2 separate regions of the Hordeum vulgare genome follow, and region 2 is linked to region 1. Evidence: chromatin contacts called from public Hi-C data. All regions are on one chromosome and are shown on one strand. Each heading gives the region's core, a stretch centred on a gene start, on an enhancer-like site or on the middle of the called end of the contact. The rest is flanking DNA. Distances are from core to core; before and after follow the strand shown. Region 1 holds the start of LOC123444474 (triacylglycerol lipase SDP1-like). Region 2 holds the start of LOC123444478.

Region 1 (5,248 bases), core at 1,780-4,279:
AGACTACTGATTAATGTGGTGAAGATTTGACATGTGCACGAAAGAATGGATTAAGAAACATTCAAAACCTGAGCAAGAGTGGCTGGCATAACAATTGTCACATCACCTTCCCAATGTTGAGCAAATAACTTAGCTATTCCTCCTAATGGAAATCCAAGTTCCAGAACTTGATTGAACCTATGCTTAACTTCCATCTCAGCAAGTTCAGCAAGCTACGTACAAAAAAGATCAGAAGATCATATTAGACAATTGAAAATTTTACTTTACTACATCCTTCCAGAGGATACTTTAGTAAAACTAGTAAATGTGTGTGTGCAATGCACGTTGGATATTTGACAGATAATGGTATGCAGATATTACGTAGGATATTATTTACGCATTACTTGTGTAATTGGGTCTGACGTTGATATTTGGTATGCAATTAATTGCACGTTAAACATGTTGAGCGCTCACCATTGTAGCAATCTAGGTTGTTGGATTGACCTGATTTGATGGCCGAGATTAGTTGGATCGGCCCCTTTGGGTCTTTTTATATTGATATACATATAGATGAATTATTTGGCCTCACAGTTCAGCTAATATTACAGTCAATTATGCCTTGGTGGGCATAGTGCTATTCTATGCTACTAATCCATCAAACGACACACATTACTGATAATGAAAGGTATTATCAGAAAGAAATATAACCAAATGAAACATCCTTATGTTCGCATGAATGGGAAGCATGGTCACATGAAAATTGCTCTGAATTCCAACAGAGACAAAGCAAATAATAGAAATAAAGACTATGGAGAAAGCATTTCACGTACCTTTGCAGCAAAGCTGCCTCCATAAGCCCTGATGATCTCCTTTAGTCTCAGTAATGGAGCAATGTGAGGATTGGCTTGGCTTACTATGAAGTGATTTACGTTGAATAATTCCTTCAACTGCTTCATGGGCAAATCACTTTCTAAGCTCCCATCTCTCCATCGCCGTGTAGCAGCATCAGCTCGTTCCTCCACGCCCAACAAGAATGGAGCATGAAAAGGAACTGTTTCTCCGAATCTATCTTTGGCCATCAACTCCTGGGCCTCAAAAAGTCCAGGGAAAGCACAGGAAGCAGTTACCGCACTCCAGATGAGAACGTGAGGTGACGTCAAATAGTTCAGGCATCGAGGTGGCTCATGTTTTCTTGGAGAACACACGGTAACAACGAGAACCCGGCCAGTCATGTCATATGCCTCTTGAAATGTTAAGTTGCTTGTAAGATTTCTCAATTGCGTCTGCAAGTGCCTAATGTCATGAACAGCCCCATGCGTCAAAATTCTTTTAAATACAGGAAAGATCCCACCCATTTGGTCAAAGAATTTCAAGGAATGCCACTCCTCAAAAAAACTCTCCAGTTCTGGCCATGACCTTGTGGCGACAATAGCACACATTATTGCGCCAACGCTTGATCCTGAAATAATCCTAGGTAGAAGCTTATGCTCTACCAAGGTTTTCACAACACCTACATGGAAAGACCCAAATGAAGCTCCTCCACTTAGCAGTAAGGCAGATCTACCAAAGGCATGCCTTGTCTCATGCATAAATGCCAGTTTCTCCTCGAGAGGTAACTCGTCTGAATCAGAATTGCAAACCATTTTCAGTTGAGTAGATACCTCCTCAATGTATTCCTTGATGAGTTTAGGCACCTGGCAGATCATTAACAATAAACATTTCAGTGACACTCAAATGTGTACACATACTGACATAATGCGAACGAATCGTCTGAAAAAACCAAACAGGCTTATTATTCAAGATTAACTTGATACATGGACCAAGTTAAAGTTTTACCCAACTGGAACTACCAACGATGCAAATTTCGAGTCCTTGAGTCGAGAAAGGGGAAACAATTCCAATACTCCGGCAACAAACAGTACTATGATCAAAGCGAAAGCAAGGATCAGGTGGCATCGAAAATTCTGGGCAGATGGGCAGCGCAGTACCTGCAGCCTCAACTTGTGGAGCTCGGGGTTGCACATGTTACCAAGGTTCCTGAGCAGGTCGGCGCGCATGCAGAAGACGATGTCCCTGAGCGAGCCCTCCTGGCGACGGTGCCTGAGCTCGCGGAGCTTGTTGCGCACGAGCTCCTCGTCGTAGAGGTCGGCGTCGGTGGCGCGGCGCGGCGTCTCTCGCTCGAGCATCCGCGCGGCGTGCGCCCACTCCTCGTAGGTGAGCGCGGCGCGCATCATGTTGCGCCAGAACTTGCGGCGGTAGGCGGACTGCACGCGCGCGCGCACCCCGGCGCGGCCCCCGCGGCCGCGCAGCAGGAGCGCGACGGCGCAGACGGCCAGCAGGATCCCCCGCGTGTTGTGGCGCGGGTGCAGCCAGGCCGCCGCCAGGGGCGCCGCGGCGCGCAGCGCGGCGGCGAGGCGGTGCCGCAGCCGCGCCAGGGAGCCGCAGAGGAGCACGCGCAGCGCGAGCGCCCGGCCCGCCGCCGTGGACGGGCCGATCGCGAACGCCCCCACGCGCGCCTCGTTGGTGATGACGTCCATGGGCGACCGATGAACCGGCGGACGGACGGGCGTGGCGGGAGAGCTCACTGGGTCACCTCCGCGGCCTTGGATCGGAGCAGGGCGGAAGAGAAATGCGCGCGGTGCGGCTTGGCGCCTGCGCGCCCGGGCATGGCGTGCTGGGATCTGGGGAATGGGCAAACGGAGGGGATCAGAGGAAAGGAGGAGGCGGAGGAGGAGTCGAGCTGGGCTTCTTCTTCTCCCTCCCGTGCCCGTGCCGTGCCGTGCCGTGGATGGGACAAATGCGGCGTCCCGGTCAGCCGGAGAAGGAGATAAGGGTGGAAGGGGAACGCGACGTACAAGCCAAACTAACTGCGACAGAGGGAGGCCGCCGCCTCGCTTCGCGTTGTGTTTATCGTCTCCCGCGCCGACGCTGGCAGCTTGACTCCTCGCCGTGGTGGATCGAGGATGGGGAGAGGGGAGCGGGACCGCGTGACGTGCGCCGATCTGGATATGGCGGACGTGGATGGCGACGGGCGGTGGCTCCCCCTCGGTCGGTGTGCCGGTTTGGACTTTGGAGCGACGAGCGGTGGAGTTTGCTCGGTCGCGCCGCGCGCGCCCTCTCTCTATATACGTTGCCCCGGCTTCTCCACGTGGGGGTGTCGTTCGTTTTCACCGTGGATTCTGTAGCTTTGGGTCAACGTAGCTGCCATCTTCGTGTGACCGAAATAGGGCTCATTTCCGGAACTGCAACGGTGATAGTATTACGTAGATGCACTTTTTTTCTTTTTCTGAATACTTCTTCTATTACTCCTATTCAAAACTTTAGGATTTATTTTTTTAATGATAATACGTGTCTCACTTACTTTTTTCGTACCTAAATACTTGTGCTGGAGATAACTACAGAGAAAGTGTATCCTAAGTAACATAGTACTATAAATTACGTATACATTGACTTGATAAAACCCAAATACTGTCGAACATTAGCATTTGCACATAGAAACGTGAGCCAAGAAGGAAAGATACAGTAAGAGCATTTACAGCCGGAACTTGTAAAATTGACCACTTAAATGTCCGCAGACGCGTCCGTCCGCGAGGAATGACCGGACACGTCTTAAATAAACACTGCTGCAACCACACATCTCATACTAGATTCTCAAATCCATACAAAAACATGCAAACGTAAGACGTATGTACTACGGACAAACTAATAACTACTTTTGTCGGAGATTTCGACGATCTTCGTGCCCTCCGGCGAATAAAAGTGCGGCACCCGGGCTATGACCGAAATATGGCTCATTTCCGCGAAAAAGCAGAGCGGCACCCGGGCTCCAGTGAGCCCGGTATTTTGTTTTTACCAAAGTACCATTTTCACATACTAAAAAAATCTGAAAAAGCATATACATAGATACGTATTTATAATATGCGTGTATAAATTTTCACTAATGTTTATGTTTTTATGTAGCGTATAAAAAAAGACAAATATACCGATTAAAATGGGCCTTATTTTTGTTGTATTTGGGCCAGATTTTTATCTTTTTTGTGTAGAATGCAAAAAGCCAAATTACTTGATGAAACTTTTTACATACTAAACTACCATGTATATGTATTTGTATACAAAAATTGGTATATTTCAAAGCTTTTAAATATACATTACTTTTTTTTTGAAATACCGGGCTCACTGGAGCCCGGCCTCTGCAACGCCGCACTCTTATTTCTGAAACTGCAACGGTGATAGTATTACATAGATGCACTTTTTAACTTTTTCTGAATACTTCTTCTACTACTCCTATTCAAAACTTCAGGTTTATTTTTTTTAATGATAATACGTGTCTCATTTATTTTTTTCCTACCTAAATACTTGTAATTAGAAAGAACTAGACTAGTTCACTTCAGTTACAAGTAGTTAGATACAGAGGAAGTGTATCATAAGTAACATAGTATAAGTTACGTATATATTGACTTGATAAAACCCAAAGACTGTCCAACATTAGCATTTGCACAAAGAAACGTCATCCAAGAAGGAAATATACAGTAAAAGCATAAGTTGCAAAATTGACCTCTTAAATGTCCGCACACATGCCCGTCCGTGGGTAGTGACCGGACACGCTTTAAATAAACACTGCTGCAAACAGACATCTCATACTAAATTCTCATATTTGTACAAAAGCATGCAAACATAAAACCTATGTACTACGTACAAACTAATAACTACTTTTGTCGGAGATTTCGACGAACTCCGTGCCCTCCGGCGAATAAAAGTGGGCGGCTGCAGCTCCACCCCTCCGTCTGCTCCGCTGCAGCCCCCTCTCGTGCCTCTGCCTGTTCCGCTGCGGCTTCCTCCGCTGATATCTCCTCGTCGAACTTGTCGAAGAGGGTGTCAGCCTCTGCCTGTCTCTGTCGGATGTGCCAGCGGTTGGTCTCCACCTCGGCCTCATTTCGAATGGAATCCATGATGGGTGTTGCTCCACCATCTCCTCGGCTTGGGAGACGGCGAACTCCGCCTCCGCCTCCGCCATTTTCAAGCTCGGAGCATGGATCTCCGGCTCATCCTCCTCCATCGCGTCTGACAACTCCTCATCTGCTTCCTCCTCCTCCTCCTCCTCCGTCCCCGGTGAGTCCGGAGAGAGACCCGCAACAATGCGGGCGGCGCGCTAGGCCTGGATCTCCGCCTCAATCTGCATCCAGGGCTCTAGCATGAGCATAGTGTAGGAGGTGATCCTACGACGGACCATACCGACGTCCGAGAGTGGGGAAGAGGAGGTGGATGGGCT
Region 2 (5,248 bases), core at 1,130-3,629, 620 kb after region 1:
AAATTCTAAAAAATAGGCATAAGAACATTGTGGGATTGGGATGTCATCGCTTGTTGATCTAACAGAAACAGTAACACATGAATGTGTAAGAATGACCCTCAAGAATGCTACTCCCTCTGTAAAGAAATATAAGAGTGTTTAGATCACTACTTTGGTGATCTAAATGTTCTTATATTTCTTTATGGAGGGAGCATATGTGATTTTGCAGGAGTTACAAACAGTTTTTCCATGAGGCCAAGCTCTCATCAGAAGTTCCTACAATGTAAAAGAGCCTAACTATATGCATTTACAGGGCAACTGCAGCTATTTGTTAATGAAGTTTCAAGTTTTTAAAAACCAACAGATTAAACCTAAAAAAGATTTATGTGAAGAGTTGACACTGAATGGTCCAAAAAAAACTGGAATATCACATGCTTCATTTCATGTTCTCATGCTATACCTTGGAAACCAACAAAATCATGTACATAACGTAACATTCAGAACAAGAAGACATGGTGTGCATTTTCATTTAGTTGAGATAGCACTACCATGACAAAACACCTATTCCTAATCTAAGAATGCCAATAATGTCACTTGACCAATATCACAATGCATCTCAAATAAAAAAAGATATAAAAAGGCAGATCAAGGGCATATGAGGAATACTTGAGGTTTTGCTCATGTGATGAGTGAATTTAGTATAACTATGAACAAACCTGTTTGTTTTGATTTCTTTGCGATAGGGTTTGTGCTAAATTTATGTGAACAGAGTTTCATCATGCACACAATTTATATAACTGAAGCCCCTCTGGAAATTCAACTTCCCTATTTGACCATCTGAGTGATGATACAGTGGCATGTAACATGCTATAATATAGGAGGTGCAAATTTAAGTGCAATATATTTAAGTTATTTTAACAGGCACAATGAATGAATGGAATTCATCTTTTAGGAAGAAAGAACTAGTTATGTACTTATGTTAAACACGACTATTCAAGCTAAAGATCCGAGGAGTCGTACTCGGATTAACATAGATTGAAAAGGAAAATTTAGAATGTGCTAGGCTCAAAATTGAGAGGTGGGGCCTTCTATTGATTTCAAGAGGTGGATTAAGGAAAGTCTGTTTTATACTCCTCAAGTTTTCCTCTTGTCTAAATCTCAAGAAGAGTAGAGGGGGTCAAAATGGACTTGTTCCTTTATTCAGATTCAAACTTATGGGCTTATTAGGTCAGCTTAGAACCAGCATCAAGGAGAGCATAGAAAGAAGCGCAAGTGCATTGAAAATAAACTTATCCAGCAAGAAAAATTAAATAGCAAGTGCTCACAAGGCGAATCAGTGTCCTTCGCTCCCTCTCCCTAGCATATCTGATGGCCTATAAAATAATTCACTGGTCAGCACAAAACAAATGGATTTCTCAAGGTTCACAACAATCCTCCTCCATTATAGAAGAATCAAACCTCCTCTAGTGCTTTGCGCTCACTGTCTTCTTCCTCAGCATCCCTACAGGATGACACAGAATCATTACAATACGTAAAATACAATAAAACACAGTTCAAATTCCAGTTACGGTGTAGCCAGTACTAGTGTAGCAACAAAATGAAATAGCGGGGAATCACCTTCCAACAAGCTGCTTAACAGAGGTGCAGCACTTGGCACAAATCCCAAGCTCCTTGGAGCAACCTGCATTAAACAGAGACCACACATAGACATATATCAGCAACAATCAAATGGTACACCAGCACCACCGAAACAGGACATATCACTGAGCAGCCGGAATTAACCTGTACAGACGTTGTGGTACGCCTGCCGGACGTTTCGTTTACTGCACTTCTGGCTGCAAAAATAAAAAGAAAACCATAAGCATCCATCACAATCCCCCTCTAACAACGGTTCCCAAATACTATGCCGCAACCAAGCGGGCAAGAAAGCTACCATTTTGTAGGCTCGACAATCGGCTTGTACTTGCCGTATCTGCAAAAGATGAGACGAACAGATCGGACCGAGGAACACAAGTAAACCAACGACCTAATGAATGTATATAACAAAGGGGGGAGAGCCCCGTACTTGCGCTTCCAGTCGATTTGGTCCCGGCAGCGCTGGCAGACGCCGGTGATCTCCGACAGAGGCCGGAACCTGCCCCCGGGCTCCTGCGCGAGCAGCGGCGATGATTGCGGCGGTTAGGCCCCACAAGAACGGAAAAAAAAGACGGGCAAGGGAGGGAGGCGGGTCGCCGGCTTACGGTCTCGTTGATCTTCCGGCCGAGGTTGGGCTTCCATGCGTAGCTGTTCTGGTGCTTCGGGGGACCAGTTCGCTTCGACATCTCTCCGCCTCGCGCCGCCGCCGGGAGTCCTCTCTGCTTACCCCTAAAACCTCGCTGCGGCGGCTGCGCGGCGCACTGCTACCTGTATAACCGTCCGTGTTGGATCCAACAACTATGTCTAATGGGCGTCGGCCCAGGCCCTGGAGCGAGAGAGATAAAATTCGAACTTGGGCTCCGGAAAACATGGGCCCAATAGTCTCACGGCCCATTTGTTCCAGACTGTGATATTGACTGCCGGTCGACCCCACTGCCCCCATAGTCGGAGATCGGAAGGGAATCAAAACCGTACCGGTGGCTACCGCCCGAGGTCGGGGAGTCGGCGGCGGAGGCAGGCAGGCAGGCAGGCAGGCAGCCAACCCGTGTCTTGGTGGAAGCAGAAATGGCGATGCGGAGGAGGCTGCCGCAGTTCCAGACCCTCCTCGCGCAGCAAGCCCTACGCAGCGCCATCCCAAAACCCAGACCCCTAGCCAACCCCCTCATGCGCCCCCTCCACTGCCCCTCCACGCCAGCAGCCGCCTCCCGCTCCCCGCTGTCCCACTCCCTCTGGCGCAGCCCAGGCAGCGGCGGGACGCTCCTACCGGTGAGCGCAGCGGCCGTCGCGGCGGCCGCCCGGGCCGCCACCAAGCGGTGGCTGACCGCGCGCGCCGCCGGGTCGCTCGAGCTCTTCTCGCTGCAGCGGAGGAGGTCCTCGGACTGGCTCTCTTCGTCCTCAACCTTCCCCCGCCGCGTACCCTGGTGAGGTTTTGGCTGGTGGTACGACTTTATTACATGGGGAAAGTTTTGGGTTGTTTGGTCATTTTGATTTCCGTGTCTCCTGAAGGGGGCGCTGGCTACCATCAGCGGACGGGATGGTGTTGATGCTTATGGGCGCGAATGTGGCCGTCTACATGCTCTGGCACATGGTCGATCCGATTTTCATGAAGGAACATTTCACGGTAAGCGATCAATCGAAGGGGCCTTGCTTTGATTTCACAAGTGGTTGTTGAAGTGTAATTTGATGAATGTTGCAATGTGCAGGTTTCGCTGGACAATGTCAAGAGTGGGCGGTTGCACACATTGCTCACGAGTGCCTTCAGCCAGTTTGTCCCAGGTCACCTCTTCAGCAATATGATGTGTCTCTACTTCTTCGGTTCAAGCGTAAGAAGTTTACTCTTTGTCTATTATTGCATTGCGGAAACATGCTTTATATGTGATAAGTACAGTGCACATACATGCATACATACCTAGTTTCCCCTGAGTGCACCACCTTGTGGTAAAAACATCAAACATGGTCACCTACACTTCCTGAACATACAATGTAAAAGGTGTATAATACACTATTTACTTCCCCAACCATGTGACATTAGCTTATCTATGTTCTTTTCAGATCAATATCATCTTAAGAAGTTAAAACTGAGACATGACCAAGGAATAGTCACAATAATGTATGGTTAGTAAAATGCTTTTTCGCACTGCACCCTTCTGTTGTAGAATACTAGTTGCCAAGCCGCATGCCTGCAGGGGCTAGCGACTTTGAAACGAACTAGTGGCAGGGGCGCGCCCTTGGCGCGCCTCTTAGGCGTGACTGTGCGTACTAATCTTGTTGATGTAGTTGTTAATGTGTTTATATAGTCCAAATGAGTGCCAATTTTCCTCGTCTACACTTGCCGAAACAGGGAATGAAAGTGTCGCTACATTTTTTTTGAGACATGCATGTGCGATGCCAGGTAGGTGGCCACACTTTTCATTTGTTACAGGACCAGTAAAAATGCATTACTGATCAATTTAAACTGATTGTAGAGATAATGAGGACCACTCATTTATAATTAGTCCAGAGGTAGTTAGCACACGAAAGAAGATCTATGAAGATGCAACCCGATGGCATAGAAAATGTATTACAAACTACTCTTATAACTTTAATAGCCCTCCAGTACCCCGGTTAAGCCAACACTTGCCTTCATCATCGTCTGCTTGAGCAGCTGTTTGTCGGAGCCATCATAGTACTCATCGATGTAGACCACGTTCGTTTTGCGGGCGTCACAGAAGATTGTTCTTCTGACGTCATAATATGTTATGCAGTGTCAAATGGAAGATCTATGTGTGGAGATAGTCACCATCCAGTTGCCCGTTCTTGTAAATTTTGTTGCCCCTGATGATTATTACTGTTTGAATGCATAAGAAACTAATATTTTGCTCCAACAAAATCTATAAAAGAAACAAAGACAATCGTGTAAATATCAAAAATTGCAATGGAACATATGTGTTTAGTGATACGTTTGACAGCGGTATGTTCTGAATAACAAACCGCTTCTGCAACATTAGCAGAAGTATGCCCCGATAAAGCATAGTGCAGATTTATGATGAAATAATCACAATAATCAGCCAGTAATGACATGAATCTCCCACCCATCAAAATGAACCCAGCCTGCAAGAATATATTGAAATTACTTTGCACTTAGAATGCATTAAATATAAGTAGATTGAGCATGAAATCACTCAAATCAAGATGTGACAGCGCTGATTTATCATGCTTCCGGCCTGAACATATGGATTGTACCTACAATTGCAAATTCAAATCAGTAAATTCGCAAAAGCATATATAGAAAACAATCAGAATGATTATATTACTTGTATTGCTTCATCACTCTACACAACATGTGGCTCTTAGTTTTTCAAGTCCAAAGATCAAACAGACTGCTAGTGAACAAGTAGAGAACCTTGTTTGTACTAACTAACAATTGAGCTTGCCCTTCACCCGTCTCAGAGTCAGATAGGCCTGAATTGCAGTGCAAACTAAAGCTTTACATATTAGACGCCCCTAGTAATCCAGCCAATGAACCCGACTCTCAATGGCTAGTAAGAAATACTTCCTCCATCCTAAAATAAGTGACTCAAAAATGACTCGGTTTTGTACTAACTTTAATACAAAATAAAGTCATTTTTAAGTCACTTATTTTGGGACGGAGGGA

The links. Hi-C and Micro-C count contacts between places; a contact is called where the count stands out from the background.
Region 2: a Hi-C map of leaf shows a contact between it and region 1, with 3 times the contacts expected there. The contact joins the promoter of LOC123444478 here to the promoter of LOC123444474 in region 1. A contact is called at or near these places in 3 of 6 Hi-C or Micro-C datasets (leaf and seedling) and 1 of 1 datasets of contacts at active chromatin or transcription factors (embryo).

What each region holds. Positions count from the first base shown.
Region 1 is chr3H:497,495,150-497,500,397 of MorexV3_pseudomolecules_assembly, forward strand. LOC123444474 (triacylglycerol lipase SDP1-like) reads right to left here and starts at 3,030. Exons shown (of 5, transcript XM_045121193.1): 1 at 2,835-3,030; 2 at 1,968-2,660; 3 at 810-1,673; 4 at 69-212. The coding sequence starts at 2,516.
Region 2 is chr3H:498,115,818-498,121,065 of MorexV3_pseudomolecules_assembly, forward strand. It overlaps LOC123444478, which reads right to left and starts at 2,380. Exons shown (of 8, transcript XM_045121198.1): 1 at 2,220-2,380; 2 at 2,045-2,127; 3 at 1,913-1,951; 4 at 1,762-1,814; 5 at 1,597-1,660; 6 at 1,438-1,480; 7 at 1,305-1,352. The coding sequence starts at 2,300. It overlaps LOC123444477 (RHOMBOID-like protein 12, mitochondrial), which reads left to right and starts at 2,553. Exons shown (of 8, transcript XM_045121197.1): 1 at 2,553-3,035; 2 at 3,121-3,235; 3 at 3,318-3,437. The coding sequence starts at 2,680.